Regions from separate parts of the Drosophila melanogaster genome. Here region 2 is linked to region 1. The links are chromatin contacts, called in public Hi-C maps. All regions are on one chromosome and are shown on one strand. Each heading gives the region's core, a stretch centred on a gene start, on an enhancer-like site or on the middle of the called end of the contact. The rest is flanking DNA. Distances are from core to core; before and after follow the strand shown.

Evidence for each region. A called contact is a pair of places that touch in the nucleus more often than the background predicts.
Region 2: a Hi-C map of the Kc167 cell line shows a contact between it and region 1, with 3 times the contacts expected there. The contact joins the promoter of CG5800 here to the promoter of CG4768 in region 1. A contact is called at or near these places in 29 of 107 Hi-C or Micro-C datasets (the D17-c3 cell line, the Kc167 cell line, the ML-DmBG3-c2 cell line and 10 more) and 1 of 6 datasets of contacts at active chromatin or transcription factors (the Kc167 cell line).

The regions. Positions count from the first base shown.
Region 1 is chrX:16,787,979-16,795,278 of dm6, forward strand. It overlaps CG4768, which reads left to right and starts at 4,141. Exons shown (of 5, transcript NM_001316633.1): 1 at 4,141-4,756; 2 at 6,311-6,400; 3 at 6,472-6,658; 4 at 6,718-6,945; 5 at 7,217-7,300. The coding sequence starts at 4,576. Rrp45 (Rrp45,) reads right to left here and starts at 3,288. Exons shown (of 3, transcript NM_001298424.1): 1 at 2,696-3,288; 2 at 1,795-2,535; 3 at 1,427-1,739. The coding sequence starts at 3,152. The coding sequence ends at 1,699. Sap30 (SIN3-associated polypeptide 30) reads left to right here. Exons shown (of 3, transcript NM_001298423.1): 2 at 1-364; 3 at 589-1,666. The coding sequence ends at 717.
Region 2 is chrX:17,633,931-17,641,115 of dm6, forward strand. It overlaps CG5800, which reads left to right and starts at 2,351. Exons shown (of 2, transcript NM_133002.2): 1 at 2,351-2,824; 2 at 2,901-5,073. The coding sequence starts at 2,438. The coding sequence ends at 4,994. CG8289 reads right to left here and starts at 2,114. Exons shown (of 3, transcript NM_133001.3): 1 at 1,412-2,114; 2 at 644-1,047; 3 at 1-423. The coding sequence starts at 1,996. The coding sequence ends at 402. It overlaps RhoGAPp190 (Rho GTPase activating protein p190), which reads right to left. Exons shown (of 14, transcript NM_167573.2): 14 at 5,217-7,185.

The sequences.
Region 1 (7,300 bases), core at 2,891-5,390:
GGACAGTCGCGGGCACACGGACCAAACGTGCTGCCTAATCGACGACATGGAGCGGTGTCGCAACCAGGCTGGCTACGCCAGCTACTCCAAGCGCATCCAGAAGACGGTGGCCCAAAAGCGGCTCAAGCTCAGCAGCGATCCGGCCGCGCAGCACATTTACATCTGTGACCACCACAAGGAGCGCATCCAGTCGGTGCGCACCAAGCGTCGGCGCAAGGACAGCGAGGACGACAGCAACGAGACGGACACGGACCTGCACGAGTTCCCCGATCTCTACCAGCTGGGCGTGAGCACGCTGCGACGCTACAAGCGCCACTTCAAGGTCCAAACGAGGCAGGGCATGAAGCGGGCGCAGCTGGCGGATGTAAGTTTGACCTAGTTAACGAATTGAGCAGGCTATGTCCACTTTCTGTTGCCGGATTTCAGTGGGGTAACACGCTGGTCTAATGTGCTCCGTGATGCTCCATAGTTGGCCCTCTTGTAGTAGCCTCCACTCTAAAGAAAAGGCAGAAAAATGTGCCATGCCCTTTATAAGGTTTTCTAAACCCTGTTTTAATCAAGTTGCAAACCTCTACTCTTCTCCCGCAGACAATTATGAAACACTTCAAGACAATACCCATCAAGGAGAAGGAGATCATCACATTCTTCGTGTACATGGTGAAGATGGGCTCGAATAAGCTGGACCAGAAGAACGGCCTTGGCAACGACACCACCTGAAGGCGCGTCGGCGGGCGGAGGGAGGAGGAGGACGCCGACGACGTCTACTCCTTTTAACGCTGGCCAACTGCCGATCAAAAGAAATTAACAACCAAACTTCTCACATTGTTGCTGCATTTGCTGGACGTCGGCATTGTTGACCAGAATAGGGATGAACGAGAATATTGATAGTGCAATGGCTCATCCTCATCCGTGTGACCCCCAAGAAACCCAATCCTATACCCATAAGCCACCACTGCCCAAACCCTTAAGCCTTTCCCCCGACTCCCCGGAACACAAGTAATATGCGAAAAGTAAAACAGCAATGAAAGAACGTAAGGAAGAAGGCAACTGGTGCTCCCACGAAAAACAAAACAAACAAAAATTAAAAATAAATAAACTAGTATGTTGCGAAAGTGAGTCTAATATTAAAAAAGAAATTTACAAAAACTATTTGTAGCCTTGGTCCGTTGTTAATAGCTCTTTATACACGCACTACATTAAATAAACTATGTAAATTTACAAGAGAATTAACAGAAAACACAACACACTCAATCAAATAGCAATTCGTATTCTTAGGCTTAAAGACATGTTTATTTGATCGTTTGTATTATACATCATGTTAAGTGAAGTGGGGCTCTGGCTAGACATCAGTTAGTAGTAACCAGATACTTTAAGCGAATCAAAACACAATTAGACTTCAATGTGAAAGCAAATTGAATCCGGAAGCCAATACCAATTATCGCTACAAACAGAGAAATAACGAACGAAATAATTTGCAATATTTAAACTAAAACATCGTGTCGTTTGCCCCGGCGGTTTGGAGATATATTTAGAGCTCTAGTTTAAGCCTAACTTAGACGAACATCGGTTCCACAAATCAATTGGAATTACGCATTAAACGATTTATGTTAAAGCCTAGACTGATTTTAGCCATACATATAAGCCTAAATAAAACTTAATAGAAAGCATTTTCTCTTAACTACACGACTATCACAACGGCTAGATGTATCGCTTGGCTTCCTCCTCGGAGTCGCTGTGATCTGGAGAAGAATCAATGCGTTATTAATGGGACTCCAGCCATGATTGCCAACTTACTTTGCTTCCTCGGCGGTGTCTTTTTGTTCGCCTTGTATTTGCCGCGACTTTGTTTGCCTTTAAGGCCTGCCTTCGATGGGCTTGCTTCCGAGCGCATGGGCAGTTCCTGGGAGTCCTCATCGTGTGGCAGCCAGTCGCTGGTGTCCATCGGTGCGCCAGCACTTTCCTCTTTGGACGGCTCTTCGTTGGCCACAGGCGTCTCACTGCTCTCGTTATTATCCAACTGCATTTTCTCGCTTGGCGGAGGTTGCTGCTCCTGTTTCTGTCTGCCCATCAGTTTGTTGTAGCTCAACTTGTGCTCCGTATTTAAAATCAGTGCCACCAGCCCATCGACCGATTGATCGCCCTGCGATCGACACTCTTCGTCCAGCGCCAAAGCTTTGCGTACGAAATTCAACAGAGACTTGCAACGAACCGCCGCATTGCGGGCACACTGCATGATGATGCGGGCATTTGTGGGTGCAGTGCCTCCGGCAGTCAGGCTGCACAGCTCCTGGAAGGAGTTAAAGCTCAGGACAATTACCGAATCGGCGGCGTTCTCCTCCAGCAGCGTAGGATCCAGTATTGGTTGCACACTGCTCTTGTAAACACAGTAGGTTACACTGACGGGATAGTGGTGGAAAAGCAGTGGAATGAATTCGCGCTCCTTTTTCTTAAAGATGCGCAGTTCGCCGTCCTTATACCAGACATCCGGTCGACGGAAGTGCATCAATGCAGCCAAAGTGGCTATGGTGCTGGCGTCTATAAGAAAGAATTGAGATATATAGATATATAAAAATATAAAACTAATATGAAGATTATTCTTTAAAAATGAAAGTATGGCCAAAGTATGGCTCCAACTGATAGCTTTTGATCATTTGTGAGGTAATCACGCTTTTCATCTTGAGATTGGTGCTTTTACCATACAGATTCCCGTCGTGATTGAGCACATTGACGTTGACACGGATGCACCACACATGCTTCTCGACGGCCACGCACAGAGATTCCAGATCGATGCTTCTAGAGCTGCGGAAGGTCCTCTCGAGCAGGGAGTTCAGTTTTAGCGATCGCTGGTCATGTGTGGTATGCGCCTCGTCCAGAAAAGCAACACCGCCAAGATATACGTTCAGGTGGATTTTGCCTTCGTTGGGCCGCGACAAGGCCGGCGGTCCCATTTCGCAGGTCACTTGGGCCAGTACCTTCGTATCGCCCATGGACACCGCCACGGAGCCCCAATCCTTGCCGAAGGTCAGCTCCACATCGCGGGACTCGTTGGAGCGCCGCCCATCGAGGCGTTGGTTTTGCTTCACCGCCAATTGGACGAAGCTTCGCTCTGGCTTCGATTTGCCCGGCTCGAAAAAATTTGAGTTATGGAACATCCTGGGTATTCGCTGGGAAGGATCCTTTCGATTTGTTTTGAATTCGTTTGGGACTGAATTTGGCCGGCTTTTAAAAACGTGCAGAGCGCGGCGTTGCCACTGCGATCCACATACATGCTGATCCGGAACTGGTTCCACGGAACTGGAACCATTAAAACGCATAATAAATATTTAGACATTTTTTTAGTTATGTGTAATAAGAAGACGATTTTATGGTGCACTACAAGGTGGCTTTTAGCGCCATAAACATTTAGGTATATTTAAACTAGAGTTTAAATTTTGCACAAATAAATATTTTTTTTTAGGTCGTTGGCTATCTAAAAAATAATTATTCAAATGCCTATACAGCTTATTTGGCATACAACTTAGGCAATAACTATGAAAGTAATGCACTAATTCAAGTTCTTCAATAGTATTGGCGATATATATACATATGTGTGCAAATTGTTTAACGTTTAACAGATGGCAACATTATTTTTATGAATTTTTTACTGGTTCACAAATTATATATATATATATATATATATATATATGTACGCCAGCCAGATTGGATTATCAATATTAAGTATACAAAGACTACAACATAAAAAACATAAACGTTATATAGTTTTTATGTTCCAAAACGCAACATATAAAGAAGAGTATTTTAGTATCATAAAATTACAGTTTCAAGCACAAAATATAGTTTGTAATAATGATTTCTATTATTTTTAAATAACAATCTAAAATATTTTAGGAACATAGTGATTCGTGACTGGTTCGCCACATCAAAACAATTTTGTAAGCCTAGGAGCCTATAGATAAATTAGTTCCAAAATAAAATGCAACACTTCATATTTAATTCAATAATTTTACACCAGGCATTAGTTGGAATTTTTATTTGTATTATCTTTAATTTTAAAAAGTAAAAAATAAGTGACTGGTTCACCAGGATCAGAACCTGCTACCGGATTGAAAATCGAACTAGAATGCCAGCAGCGGTGGCTCGACAGTTTTTCCAGATCTAGCAACGCCGTCGCTGAGTGTCGTTCTTTTTTGTGCTGGTTTACTACGTAAAAGTGTTGCTCGCTTTACGTTCGTGCGATAAATAAATTAGTATCATTCCCAACCGGTCGTCCAGAGTAGCTCCTTCTTGGGCAGACGGTCGAAACGAAGGATTGCCATCCGATTTCCTGGCTAAATCCGATATCGAAACCAAGAGTTTGGTCCAAAGTGCGTGCGAGTGTGTTGGTGCGTTTCATTTCGCGTGCGAGTGTGTGTGTGCGTGTGTCGTCGTAGCAGCAGCGCCAGTGGAGGAAGAAGAAGCAGCAGCAGAAAAGGAGCAGCGCAAGAAGAAGATTGTCCAGGCACATTTGCCGGAACGGGAAGGAACCCGTAACTTGGAAGGGACACAAGGCGAGAGAGCGAGTTAGAGGAGAGAGAAATGCAACAACAACCGGAGTCCGGAGGCGAGGAGAGCTGGCTGGAGGAGCAGTGTCACCGAGAAATCCACGGTCAGCACGATGAATACGAACGGGAGTTTGTGCGTCAGCGGGATAACAATCTGGGCACTGTTTGGGGAGCATTCCAAGATTCGGCCACCGCCGTTGCACAGCTGTACAGAGGTGAGTTGATTGCTATTGAGAGGATTTGATGGTTGGGGGGGATATAGATCCCGTTATTCCTTCCAAGGGCGTAGGCTTCCATGCTTATTTTTTGTTGCTATTCTTTGTGTTTCCATTCCGTCTGACTATCTGCGTCCATGTGTGTGTTCGTGTGTGTGTTGTGTGGTCTCTCTTCAAAAATAGTTTTGGGCGAGGTATTAATAGAACAGCCAGGAGAAGAAGAAGAAGAAAAGTAGGGGGTAGCAGCAGCCCGGCTTTCATGATGAAAATGCAACTTCCCTTTTCGGTCGCTCCTCAATACTACGCATTATCAAAATGCAGAAAGGGCTCATGTTGCTTTTGTTGTTTTTGTTATGGTTTATGGGCAATATTGTTGATAATGGGGGGGGGGGGGGGTAAGAGGGATGCAATAGAACAGGGAGCAAAAGAATGAGAGAACGAGACGGTGCGAAAAGAGAGATGGCAAGTGCAATAGCAATCAAAAATAGGGAGAGCACGAGGAAGAAAAGGGCAGAGGCGTCACCGTTTAGAATTTTTTTGCCCCCCATTTGTTGTTGCTGCCGACTGTGGTGTTGTTGCTGTTATTGTTGATATCATTAATCAACATGTGCGTACAGGCTCATCTGTTTGCTTGCATGCGTGTGTGTGTGAGAGAGTCGAACAGCTGTTTTGCTTTCGTCATTGTTTTCGGCTAGCGAAATACAAAACAAAATGAAGTTGGGAAAATCGCTGGAAGATTAATTTCCCATGCTCTTTGCTTTCAAATTCTTGTTTTTTTTTTTATTTTGCTTGCAAATAACTTCGAGTGCCTATTGCCATCCCTCTTGCACCGCATTCTTCCTCTTACTCCGGGTCGATAACGGCTCTTCTCTTGCCTTCTGTCTCCCTCTCGTCCTTTTTCGTCCTTTCGTGCAGCAGGTGTGCAAGGAGCAGGGGTCAACCGTGAAATGAGAGAATGAGAGAGGGAAGAAGACGATCGACAGGTCGTAGGTGTTTGTTGCTATTGTTCACTTTCCACAAGGAAAAACGGTTTGCAGGGATTTCGTGTTCGCCATTTCATTCCACTATGTCCGTACATCCTGTATATATAATTTAATATTTCAGAAACATAAAGATAACAAAATCATTTTTTATTTGTTTCCTAGAATTATCAAGCAATGACTCAAGTTAAATTTTGTTTACGTATCAATTTTCTTTCCATGAGGGAAATAACTAATAAATACCAGTAGTTCGCATAAAGCATCTGATATAAACATAATAACCACATTATATTTTGTCGACTATTGCTCTTTTATATTCCATAGTAGGGATTAGGTAGTTGAAACTGGATTCTTAAATCGATCACATACTTTAGGATCAGCAGTTCTACACCAACCTATGAAATTTATGATTAAAACGCAAAAAAAAGGGGGGAAATAATGACTTATTCATATTAAAGGGATAAATCCATACACTAAAAAGAAGAGATCCACAAGCAACGAATAGATTTCAAATTTATAACCCTCAGAAGTACGATAGTATATGATAAATAACATATTTCTCCATATTCCACAGAACGCTCATCGAACACATTTTCCTCAGACACAGGCGCCCTTTGGCTGCCCTTCCAGACCGCAGCTGGCACTGTGACAACACTCTACAAAGGTGAGTCCATGTCGCTTCTCCAAATAGTTCCGGCTTGACTAATCCGATCCGTGTCTCCCGATCTCCTCCAGAATCATGTGATGGTCTCAAACGCACCAGCGACGCTGCCATTCAATGCGGCTACCAAAGACGCACTCGCGAATTGGCCGATTGGGCGCGAAGCAAAAAACGCCGCATGATTCGCCGCGAGGATCTGTTGGCCTATTTGGCCGGAAAGCCACTACCGCCATGCAACTCAAATCCACATGCCAATCGTCGGTGAGTCGCCGTTGCCATTTGCACAATTAAAACTGCTCACTTTTTTCGGTTTCTTGCAGTTCGCCGAAGCCGGAGCATCACCACCAGAGTGGCAGTGGTGGCTCTGGCCTGGGATTCCACGGCTCCGGATTGGGCCTGACCGGTGGTCCGCTCACGGCTGCCGGGGGTGGGCACTTGCTGTCCGCCGGAGCAGCCGGTGGCCGTCAGGAGGGAACGGGCGGTGCCCCCGGCGGCGGAATCGGCGATGACTTGCACACGTTCAAGGAGGCCTTGGTTTTGCGGCCACGGTTAGTATTAATCAGACATTTGAGATTATCAAGTTCTCAGCTACTGCAAGTTTAGCTAATAACAAAAGAAATTTCTGAACAAGAAGCGCAAAAGGAATACATCCTGAATTGCACACACAGTTTTTGTGATCTTTTTAAAAAATTTAAAGACTGTCGAAAACATTCAGAAAGTTATGTTATTAGCGGAAGCTTTATGAACTTGTTTTTATAAGCAAACGATCCCAAATCAAATCAAATCAAAGATAACTCATCAATAACCTATATATTTTAGTGGCCCGGAACTATTGGCATTTGTCGCCAACGAAATCGCGCGACATTGCAAGCGTCCCGGGAGTCCCATTGACGACAAAATGGA
Region 2 (7,185 bases), core at 1,101-3,600, 840 kb after region 1:
CTCAAAGGATAAAACTAAAGCTACAGAAATGATGCCTTACATTCTACGCTGGTTGAGTGCAATTAACCAGATATAATACTACATGTATGTACGCACTGTGATGCAGTCGATTGCCTGTCCTTTTTACTTATGTACTAAAATCCGAATTTAATATTTAGTTATTTGTGTTGCCCGTAAAGTTGTCCGCCAATAGTCAGGATTGTGGACATGATGTGGATTGGCTCCGCCCGCGAGCTTTTTTAAAACCAATAACGATAAGGGAAATTTTCCGTTAAAATCTAACTGGAGCCGCCATGGGTCACCTTTCCGCGTACTTCGGTCCGCATGTGTTGTAATATTATATGTAAAAAAAAAAAAGTGTACTAAATTCCTACATGGATTTCCTTCCTTGTTGCCCTTCCTCACTCCTCGCCGTAGAAAATGCTGAAAGTATAAAGGTTTATTGACATATGAGTAACATGGTTGAGTGTGGATATCAAAACTATAAACAAAATAATGAAGAAATCAGACACAATGCGTGAAATTAAGCAACGAAACGGGCAAATATAAACTGAAAGTATCAACTGAGGAATAACTGAATTTAATACTTCACAGCTGTGTCGTTATTCTAACCTTATTGTGTATATAGAGATATTAAACGCACCGGTTTTTGGCGGAAGAGCGCTTCGAGGAGCGTTCAATACGATTGTGCAGATTTGTCCTGGGATAGCATTCATCGACGAGGCGCTCGGTCTTCTTGGGCGATTCGCGCAGCTCCTTAACGTCCACGTTCTCCTGGGTTGCTTGTTTCCGCATAAACTTTTCGATAAGCGCATCGCACGCCAGATTCTTACTCGGCTCCCAGGAATCATCCTTCGGTCCATACTTCTTCCATCGGATCTTAAACATGTCGCCCTCCTTGGTGGCAACGTGATCAAGAATTTTTTCGACTTCCCATTGCTTTTCTGGGTCGATTGAATCGTCGGCTTTCTTGGTGCCGGCGTTCCGTCGACCACGTCCCTTAGCCTTCTTAGCGTTTGGCGAGGACTTCGATTTAGCTGCAACCTTCTGCAAAGCAGCAAAGATAAAAAAGTTGGACTTCATTGATCAAAATACTGTCCTATAAATAAAATGAATCTTAAAGTATGAGGCATTTTTGGCCAAGATAACCGCCATATAACGAAATTACTCTCAACTGACTACACTTTCTCATCAGCGTTTCAGTGTAATGTTTTAAAAGCATACATTTTTATATGTACGCCAGTTAGCGCTAATGATTTCGAATAATAGTACAGTCATCATAATCTAACCTTTTCGAAAGGTTTTGAGTCTCAATGTTTTGTAATTGCTGACTAGAATTTCGTAGAATTTACTGAGGGTTCAATATCTAATTGGGTCTAGTATTTTTTGATTTCTCGAATTGATGTCTCACCTGGGGTTGAGCTGATTTCTCATCCTCTGTTCCAGCATCGACATCGGATTCCGAATCCTTTTCAGCAACCTTCTTGCCATTTTTGACGGAAGAAGTCGAAGCCCTGCTCAGCTTGCGCTTCTTGATCGGACTTGATGCATGTGCAGAGGCTTTGGAGGTGGAGGGCAGTTCATTGCTATCTTCCGTTTCACCGCGCACGGATCGCCGTGTCTGGCGTTTGATATTTGGCTTCCTTGGCGAACTGTCGGCACTAGGGTCTACATCGGAATGATTAGCATCATCATCCGAATCCTCTATAACGATTTTTTTGCCATTTTTGCGGGGCGAAGTGGTGGCGTTCCTGGCCTTGCCCACCTTGCGCTTGTTCCTTGCAGCTGGTACATCCACGTTGGAGGTAGAGGTCTGGCAATCGCTGTCTTCGCTGTCAGAGGCCACAGTCAGTTTGGCCTTTCGTTTGTTCGGCGTCTTCCTGGACGATCGACCTGTCCCATTGGACTTTTGCTGGTCAATCTCCTCGTTTTCGCTCTCGTTGGCGACTCCGTTCCTGCGCTTACTTTCTGCCACCTTCTTACTCGCCTTGGCCATAATGCACTTGTTTATCCGGTTGTGTGACAACGTCCAATTTGCTCTACGGTGGCGATTTCAATTGCCGCGTACCAGCAAAACAAATTCTTTATAGAGTTTTTTGACGACTGTACACTTGGCAGTGTTACCAGACTGCAAGAAACAAAAAATCACGAAGTCGGGATATGCAGTTTTATAAATATATATATATTTATATTTCCTGGGAATATTTATTTAATGTTTATCAATCGAGATCCCGAGATCGAATCGAAGTAAGAAAGTAAGAAAATTAATTCTTTCCAAATTTCTAGAAACGGTAATACAAATTAGTGGTCGATACATTCGACTTGAAATGCGAATTAATCGATTGAATAATCGTTTCTTCTCTCATCCCTAATTCCAACCGCGTGCGAATTTCAATACGTTTCGAAACGACCGCATTTTGGTCAATAAACAGAGGGTATGCAGCGCCAGAAACCCAAGGGACCCGGCAAACCGGGTTCGCGTTTCAAGCCGGGATCCGGCACGTTCAAAGGAGCTGGTGGTGGCCGGAAAAGCGGCGACAACAGCCAGAAGCGTCCGCGCCAGGAGATCAACAAGTCGCGACTGGCCGCCACCGAAGCGGAGATCCAGGACCTCAAGACCAAATACGCAGAGATCGATGCTACTGCCATTAAGAAGTTCGCCCAGTTTCCGCTGTCCAAGAAGACCCAAAAGGCACTGGCGGAGTCCAAATTCGTGCATCCCACGCAGGTGCAGCGGGACAGCATTGGACCCGCACTGCAGGGCAAGGATGTGCTGGGCGCGGCCATCACAGGCAGTGGCAAGACACTGGCCTTTCTCATACCCGTAAGTTGGTCCTCGTCCCTTCTTCGAAAGAAATTGCCGGCTGTAAGTTATATATGCAATGGTCCATTTATTGCAGGTTCTGGAGCATCTGTTCATGAACAAATGGTCGCGCACCGATGGCGTTGGCGCTATCATCATCTCGCCCACCCGCGAGCTAGCCTACCAGATCTTCGAGACCCTAAAGAAGGTGGGAAAGCACCACGACTTCTCCGCCGGCCTCATCATCGGAGGCAAGAACCTGAAGTTCGAGCGCACTCGCATGGACCAGTGCAACATACTGATCTGCACACCCGGAAGGCTGCTGCAGCACATGGACGAGAATCCTCTCTTTAATACGAGCACCATGGAGATGTTGGTCCTGGATGAAGCCGATCGCTGTTTGGATATGGGTTTCCAGAAGACCCTGAATTCAATCATAGAAAATTTCCCACCAGTGCGTCAAACGCTGCTATTCTCGGCCACGCAAACGAATACGGTGCAGGATTTGGCGAGGCTTAATCTAAAGGATCCGGTCTACGTAGGCTACGGAGGAGCGACGCCAAGAGAAGAGCCCAGCGCCAGCACGAAGAAGACTCCGAACACAGCTGTCTTGGCAGTTCCTGAGCTTTTGCAGCAGAGTTATGTGGTGTTGAACCTGGAGGACAAGATCACCATGCTGTGGTCGTTCATCAAGAACCATTTGAAGCAGAAGATCATTGTGTTCGTGGCCAGTTGCAAGCAGGCCAAGTACCTGTACGAGATATTTTGTAAACTGCGGCCGGGTAGCCCGCTGCTGGCTCTCTATGGAACGCTCCATCAGGATCGTCGCATTGCCATCTACGAGGATTTCCTTCGCAAGAGCCACGTCGTTATGTTCTCCACTGATGTGGCATCGCGCGGTCTGGACTTTCCTGCCGTCAATTGGGTGGTGCAGTTGGACTGCCCGGAGGATGTTTCACAGTACATTCATCGAGCTGGACGATCTGCGCGGAACAAGACACGCGGCGAGTGTCTGTTGGTTTTGACACCCAGCGAGGAGGAGTACATGATTAGTGCGCTTAAGGAACAGTTGAATATCGACATTCGTTGTGTGCAAATCGATCCCAAGAAGCTCTTCTCTCCGCGCGTCAAGATCGAGGCCTTTCTGGCCCAATTTCCCGAACTGAGGGCAACCGCCCAGCGCGCCTTCCTCTCCTACATAAAATCCGTGTTCCTGATGCGCAACAAGCGCTTGTTTAATGTGTTCAGCCTGGATCTAGATGCATTTGCCCAATCGCTCGGCTTGGCGGTTACGCCGCGTGTTCCCTTCCTCGAAAAATTCCTGTGGCGCCAGAAGCAGCTACAGCAGCAGAAAGAACAGGGTGATAACGCAAAATCGATCAATCCATTGCTCAGCAAGCTGACCAAGCAGCAGAGCTTTGGCGGCGGTGACGAGGATGAAGAGAACAGTGATGACGAAGACTTTATCAAGGTGAAACGTAAGGATCACGATGTGGAAGGAGAGCCAGTGAAGCTGGACGAAGAGGATGACACTGAGAATGAGGCAGAGGCCCCACTTGTGGTACCCAAGCGCGAGAAGCTGGTAACCAAGGCCTCGCTGGCCAAGAAGGCGCTGAAGAAGAATCTGCAGGTCAACTCCAAGCTGAAGTTCGATGACGAGGGCGAAACTATGGCAGATGATCGCAGCCAAATGAAGGCCTTGAGTGCCAGGCAAAGAACAGTGAACCAAGACGACGACGATGGAGGCATTAATCTAGTGCTGTCCAAGGCGCTACTCACCGAGGAGGATCAATATGACAAGCAGCGATTCCGGGAGCTGGTCAAGAAGCGCCACAAACTGCAGCGCGAGAAGCTGCGGAAAAAGGCGGAGGAGGCCAAGGGCAGCGACGACGAAGAGGAGCAACAGGACGATGACAATGCGGACGATGCTGGCAGTGAGAGTGACCATTCAGTGGACCTCTCCTGGCTGCCGGATCCCGATAAGGTTTACAAAAATAAGCCTAACGCTTCGGATCGAAATGAATCCAAATCAGAGTCCAGCGATGCATCCGATGACGAGAAAGCTGACGACAGCGACGGCGACGACGACGACGTCTCCGACGATGAACCCGCCTACAAAAAGTCCAAGCTGACGAACAAGATGACTCTAATGGACACGGAGGCCATAGCGGCCAGTCTTTTGGGTAGCTAAGTGGGGGAATAAATTAATGCCAACTACTTTGTAAAAATAACCGTGTAGCTTAATAGAAGTTTGTTTTTATGGATACTTCAATTACCGATGTTATTTTCATGGGGCTCAATTAAAGGAAACTTCACTTTAATTATATAAAGAAGTTTGGAGCTAAAAAGATATATTTGCATCTGAGGATGTTCTGAAATGCTTTTTTGTTATCCCCAGTAAAAAGTCGCTTTTCAAATGCTTCACAAATATTTGGAAAATGCCCACAAATTTATTACTTTTGTTTCGTTTGATTTGATTTCATTATGTTTTTCCTCGTCTTTCGGTTGTGGCGGCTCCACACCGCTACCAGCCCATCGGATGGAGCCCAGGAGCGGTGGTCACCCATCTGACTTGGCGTATCCGGCATCCAGAATCCGCAACGTGGATGTGAGTGGTGGAGTTCGGACGGGGGTGGCGGTACGGGGATTCGCTGGATTCTGCGCGGGAAGGGTTTGGTTTTTGATGGGGAGAGGGAGGAGACTTCTTTTCGGTTTGAAAAGGGGGCGTGGCTGCGTGGCATGGGCGTGGCATAAAATTTGCTTTTAAAAATATCATTACACATCACGTCAATTACAATTTTTTTTGTTCGATTTGTTTTGCTTTTTTTTTTGCTTTGTTTCGTTTCGTTTAGACATATTTGCTTGTTTTTTTTTTCAATGTTTTATGTTTTTGTTTCAGTTTAGCGTATATATGTACGTGTACAAATAATGCAATAGACACACATCTATACAAATTATACTATATAATGGTTAAGTTTTTCTGTTCTTTTCTTTTTCTCTCGTTATTTGTTGTAAATTTCATTTGGAGTGCTTATTTCTTCTGTTTTTATTTTGTTTTGTTTTCTTTTGTTTGGCAACAGATCTCGCGTTATTTTCTTGCTTTGAGTTTGAGGTCCGTTTCAGACACAAGATACACAATTATATATGTATGTAATTAGGTTTCGGTTTGTATATAAAAAATTAATACTCAATTACAAGGAATAACACTTAGGCGTATGTTGTCTACAATTGTTTACGATTTGCATTTTGCATTTTTTAGTCGTTCCTTCTGCCTGTGGAAATTGCGTTTGTGGAAAATCTGCTGCTCGCTGGTTTTAGTTAAAATATATGCGTACATGGTTAGAAATTGTATAATTTGTTGTTGTTTTTCACTAATTCGATACGGTACACACACACACACACACATACACACACACACACAGAATTTGGTTTTGGTTTTTTGAGAGACAGATAGAGAGTATTACATTAAGGATTATATGCCTGGCTAATGCAAATATCAATTAGACAATCATCGGAGTTTCGAGTGTGGGGGAAAGTTGAGTTTTATTTCACTTCGCTCGCTTTGTATATTTGTTTTTTGTTTTTAGTTTTTATTATTAACTTTATTTGTAGTTTTTGTGGGAGATTTCCTTTGCCGCAGTAATTATCATTTTTTGCTTATATGGTAGCTATATAATTATATAGTGTATATCTAGTTGGATGACAAACATACATATACAGACAGACACACACACTGAGATGCACATTTAGTTTAGCTCGAAAATTAGATTTTGCTCTGTTGTTCTTATTGGTTGCTTTTTTTTTGCATTTTGTTTATAGTGTATTCCTTACTTCGCTTCGCTCATCCTTTCTCTCCCCCTCCCCCTGCTCCTACGGCTCCACCTCTCCTACTTTCTCCTATACTAGACACACAGACATTTAGTGGTATTTAAATATATATATATATATCATATATCTAGCATTATCGCTATTGTGTTTACATATGTGAAAATTTGTTGGCTGATCGCGCATTATTTTAAACACACAATTACAATTACATTTATAACATACACAGATACACAGTAAATTTTATTTAACCATCTTCCTGCTGACATCCTACTAGATATCTCCCCATGCTTTCACATATATATCGCTTGGTTTTCTTTTTCTCTTATTTTTCTTTTTTTGTTTTGTTTTAGTTTTTAGTCATTTTCTTGTTCTTGCTGTTGTGCGTTTGTCGTTGGCGCCCCCGCCCCGCCCCTCGAGATGGGTGGAGCGTTTGTGGGTGGCGGATGGCAGGGGAGGAGGAGGAGGAGGAGGAGTAGACTGGCGGTGGCCGAGGGGCGGGGAGTGGGGGGCGGCGAGGGGAGGTCTCACTCAATGGATTCAACGACAAGGGGGAC